2 separate regions of the Cyprinus carpio genome follow, and region 1 is linked to region 2. A link is a contact called in public Hi-C data. All regions are on one chromosome and are shown on one strand. The core of a region is the stretch at or near the end of the contact, and the rest is flanking DNA. Distances in the headings are between cores, read along the strand shown. Region 1 has its middle 45 kb from the start of cwc27. Region 2 holds the start of adamts6 (A disintegrin and metalloproteinase with thrombospondin motifs 6).

Evidence for each region. Hi-C and Micro-C count contacts between places; a contact is called where the count stands out from the background.
Region 1: a contact with region 2 is called in a Hi-C map of skeletal muscle, with 5 times the contacts expected there. The contact joins the enhancer-like site here to the promoter of adamts6 in region 2. A contact is called at or near these places in 3 of 8 Hi-C or Micro-C datasets (liver, red blood cells and skeletal muscle).

What each region holds. Positions count from the first base shown.
Region 1 is chrB10:5,844,909-5,847,608 of ASM1834038v1, reverse strand. No RefSeq gene overlaps it. Among protein-coding and RNA genes, the nearest start is that of cwc27, 45 kb to the left of the region's middle. Within about 2 kb of position 1,253, at least 1 of the 8 cell types and tissues checked has an H3K27ac peak or open chromatin away from gene starts, as enhancers often do.
Region 2 is chrB10:5,753,590-5,756,289 of ASM1834038v1, reverse strand. It overlaps adamts6 (A disintegrin and metalloproteinase with thrombospondin motifs 6), which reads right to left and starts at 1,311. Exons shown (of 26, transcript XM_042732217.1): 1 at 882-1,311; 2 at 423-526.

The DNA of each region.
Region 1 (2,700 bases), core at 4-2,503, 91 kb before region 2:
CATAGAAAGGAACCAGTCAAAACAATAAATTAAGCCCAAGTCTTCAACCAAGACCAAGGTTAAACTCTAAAAAGGAAACCTCAAAAATATTTTACTTCGGACTGAACGACATTTTGCATTGAATTACACCCTGGATGGTTGTTATCTAACCTTGCAGTCTGCGACTGTAATAATATTTCCATTTAAGGCCTGCCTGAATGTATACTATGGAAGACTATGGGGACAAGGAAAAACCCTGAACTTTAAATTATTAACCAATGAAGCAATCTTAACTCTTCAACATGGACTGAACTTTGTCATCATCTCACCTGACACATAAACATAAACATCAGAGTCGCTTTCATGGATTATTCATTAGATTCTATTATTAAACCTCCCAAATGTTGGATACTCTGGAGTTATGATGAAGCTCCTCATGTCTGAGACCGTTCAAGAGGCCACGTTTGGGCGGCGTGCAAGACTGCCGGGGAGGAAACGGGCTGGTCTGCTTCTTATTTTCATACCTTTCTGAAAAACATGTCTGTGTGCTGCCTCAGAGGAGATGTTTGAAGCACAGTCACATTAATCCACATCTTGAACGCTGACATTTTCTTCATAGCTTTGCCAAAGAAAGAAATGGTGTTGTTTGGCGGGACGGTGTCACCAACATTGGATTCTCACACAAACTCAGCAGACAATTATTTTGACAGTGAGAGCTTCTGTAGAAGTTAGTTCAAAGAGATAGTTCACCTAAAAATCTAAAGTTAGTTACCCTCATGTCATTCCAAATCTGCATGGGTTTCTTTCTTTTTTTTCTCTTTGTGTTCTGATTATTTTGACCTGGAGAGGATTTTCTTTTTTCTTTTTCCAAAAATGCTAGCTAATATTATCGCATTGGACAAAGCTTACTGCCTTTGGGCAACAACTTCCCACAATTTATTTGATAATTCATGTACTTTTCTGGGATTTTCCCTCACCCCTTAACCATGGTTTTTCTGCAAATAAAACCGAAAAACATGGTAACTATAGTTAAACCATAGTACCACTAATTAGCCGTTGTTTTGATACACTATTTATAGTTTAACCATGGTATTTATAGTAAAACTGTGGTTATACAAATGGTAATCAATGCACAACAACAACAAAAACCAGTGGTTACTTCACTTTAACTATAATAAAACCATGGTAATTTTTCATAAGGGACCTTGTTAAGCTTGTGGTGAACTTGTGGGCTATAAAAATTGCTTATAAATTTCCTGTTAATGCTATGTTTTTGGATTCAAGCTTTTCTTTTATCAGTTTCAAATTAACACAGGTTGCATATTTATTTTTGGAACTGATTGATTGTAGGTCTCATTGACCTGAGATTATTATGCACCTCAGTTTTTGAGTGTTTTGCCAAAATTGTCTACAAATAATGTCTTTTGTTTGTTAATTAATGAAATCATTCATTCATTCGTTCATTTATTCATGTGCATAAGCTCTGATCAATAAACAACCAGTAAACCTAAAAAAAGAAATACAAAATTGAAAGAAAGAAAGCCGAGTAGAAGATTGAGTCCAAGATTTGGTGATAATATAGCATAATGAGAGATTTACAAGCAAGTTTTAAAAGGCTGGTCATTTTTGACTAGGACCACCAAATGTGCTAAAGGATTTAAGCAAGGTTTAAATGGGATTCAATCAGTGTTTTTTGGACCATATTGACTTTGATTACCTGGACAGAATCAGCTGAAACATTGTTCATTTCTTGTTTTGTGTTCCACAGAGGAAAGTAAGATATACATTGACAATATCTTGACATTGATGCTCTGATGCCCAGATTACCCAAAATAAACATCTGCACCCTCACTGGTGCTTGTATAAGTACTGGACTCTAGATGTCTCCATAAGCCATCTTTCCCTTGTGCGCTAGGGTCAATCATTAAAAACAAGTATACCTCTTACTGTAGCCTTTTTGTTTTTTGTTTCTCCATACTGCAGTTTGGTAGGAATGGAATATTGTTTGCTTATTCAGAGCTAACTACCTTTGTGTAATGCTGTGCATGAGCTGTTTTTCAGCTGTTCTCTTGCTGTGTTATTGTCATCAGGTTGAGATGAGGTCAACACGAATGTTTCACTAGGATACCATGGACACATAGCTCAAAACGACTGTGTCTGGATCGGAGGCTACTGAAAGGTGTGCATCCTTTATTGGAATCAAAATTCAGTAAAATATCTTCTCTCGCATCATGTTACTTAAATGTCATTGTTTTCCTTTTTAATAGATTTTTATAGAGAGCATAACATTGAATTTAAGAACAAAAGTACTGTATTTTTCCAGTACTTCGGTCCTAATCAAACTAACCAGCTCTGAGATGAATCGCGTCACATTTATTTTGAAGAAGTATTATGAATGTGACTGTATACTAAAGCATTGTATCATTTGACATATTGATTTTTTTATTTTAGATTTAGTAATTTTACATGTTTTTGAAATGTATTTTTATTTCTATTTAGCTTTAATTGATTTCAATTAATTAAATTAATTTATTTCAGTGTTATTTTAAATAATTTTAGTACTCCTTTAGTGATTTTTTTCTGATTGGTGTCAAGGCTAAATTTAAGTTTACAAATTAAAGTTTTAATTTTATTTCAATTTAATTTCAATTAATTTATTTATTTTAGCTCTTGCATTTGTATTTATAACAACATTGATCCCATATACGGGAGCATTGCAAA
Region 2 (2,700 bases), core at 62-2,561:
TAACATTTGACATCAAAATGTATTTTTGTCTTCATTTTGAACAGTATTTTTAATATATTTGTTATATAAACACACACAACATGGATAGTTAAATGGATAGTTCACACAAAAACAACACTTCTGTCATCGCGTACGAACTCATCTGTGTGCATTTCTCAAAAGAAGAAAACTGGTAACTAACAAAAAATGCATGGACAAAAAAAATAACCAGTGATACATTTCCCAAAACTTCATCTTTTATCTTGCACAGAAGAAAGTTACACAATTTTGAAGCAACATGAGGCTTATCTGTCTGTCAGTCTGCCTATCTATCTATCTATCTATCTATCTATCTGCAAAGCAGGACTGGGTTACAGTACTGTTGCTAGACTCAATGTATAGAGCTCTATGTGACAGTAAAAGCAACTCCAGAAGTAACTCACCGGATGAACATCAAATCAAATGCCCAGAAGAGTCGTCCAGTTCCGACAGATATATCCTATATGTCATGGGTTTCTTACTATCGCAGCAGAAGCTGAAGAGGTAACTGTACAGACGAACATTCATAAGTTTAATAAAAGGCTTCTTCCAGACAGCAGCTCGAGTCTAAAACGTGTCTGACCCAGACAGCTGGCAGCTGCCCAACACTATTACACTGACCGCTGAAATAAAAACACACCAGACCAGCGAGAAGACTACAAATGTGCACCAAGGGACTCTTTTTCTTTTTTTTATTTACTATCTTTCATTAATGTTGTCGTCTGAGATAAAGCCGTCACAAAGGATTACTATTAAAAACAGACTCCGTTATATTGACATGCATTGAAATCTTCTGTGCAAACTCCACTGGGAATGCCCAGACTATCCTTCCTGTCTGAAAGACCGTAAGAAATGATAGTTACCGTCTTCATCTTTTATTGCAGAACACATGCAGACAGTAGAAATCTTCATTTGATTCCCCTTCAGTGCATTCTTCAGCAAATCTCTCGTTTCGCTTCAAGCCATTCTCATGCCAACAAATGTAGTTGTGTCCTTGTACAGGAACCAAAAAAAAAGCTCTCCATGAACTCACTTCATCAGCAATGCAGGGGGGAAGACTCCAAAATATGAAAAAGTTGTTGAATAAGTTTGTGTAATCAGCTCATGTTTAACTGTTTAAGTTTCCAGCGTGTGTGATGGCTTATTGTTTGGTCTCGTGCTCTTTGATTCACCAGAGATGAACAGTAACAGTAACGCGCATCGGTGCGCTTGCAGGACAGCAGCGCTGATCAGAGACTTGCAGCCTTTAATACTGAAGCCGGATTTGAGGCAGCACTCAAACTCAAACACCGCCGGGGAGGTTCGCCATGACGTCATTGCAGATGTGCCTGATCGTGCGCGTGCGTCTGATCGTCAGGTGAAGCAGGTAACAACACAAACCTTCGATAAACGAGTAACACACATCTCTGTGCTTAACATTCAGATTGTCCGAGGCATGTAGCAAGTTAAAGTCCTGTTTAGAGTCAAATGTGATTGAAAATAAATTCAACAACACAATATAAAATAAGAGTTTGTAAATGTCATTATCTATCAAATAAAAATAGAAGAGTGTCGATTAGTTACAGTAAATCATTCAATTTTTTGGCCAACGTTGAATATAAAATAAGAGTTTGTAAAAGCGCAGGTGTCTTTTTATGAAAGTGGTAAACAGTAAATCAACAACAGAATAGAAAATAAGAGTTTGTAAATGTCATTATCTATCAAATAAAAATAGAATGTAGTATAAAAATAAATATCGTCCAGAGTTATGAAAGTGGTATTTCATATGCACGTCGCCCCGCTAGACGTCTGTTCGCTGATTGAGGATTATCGCTTAGTTCGGAGCGACACCCTGAGGTGACTATGTGACAGTGCACTGATTCACTGCGACTGATCAAATACAAAACTAATACAAAACTGAAAAAGAAACCCTCTTTATTTTAAGGTGTCCTTGTTACACGTTCCATGTAGGCTACTTATTAAAATAATACATTATGCATAATTACTTGCAAGTAACCCTAAGCCAAACCCTAACCCTAACCCTAACCATATAGTAGGCTAAGTATATGTAGTTAATTAATATTACTCAGTACTTAAATGTATAAGTACACTCTAACAAGGACACCTTAAAATAAAGTGTATATATATATATATATTCTCATAATCATTCTTTGTATGTTGATAGTTTATATGTTAATAAGTTAAATATCATATCACACAAATAATAATAATGAAGTACTTTGCAAATGCAAAAGAAAGCAATTCCATATTGCCAGGTATGAATATAATTTAAGAATTGATGAGTTGTGCATATAGTTGCAGAAACACAATAATGTTTGGAACTAATAAACTGTGAACGCTCACATGGAAAGTTGTTGAGGGTTATGAGTCCAGAAATGGTTGTAGATCCATTTCCAAGTTATTAAATTCTAGTGTATGTACAAATTATCAAGAAACGCAGAGGGTTTCAGACCACTGACAGTCTATCTAAATATGTTGTAGTAATTTGAAATGTAAGAAATGTAAAATTAATGAGCAATGATATATAAAAACAGAAAAAAAAAAAAAAAAAAAAAAAAATATTAACCTTAGGGTAATCAAGTAAATATGCTAAGTGCATAATGTCGTATGCATTTAAAATTAAAGTTAAAATTGTTATTAAAATTTAATTTATAATGTAGGATTCTTTTCTATGGACGGTCT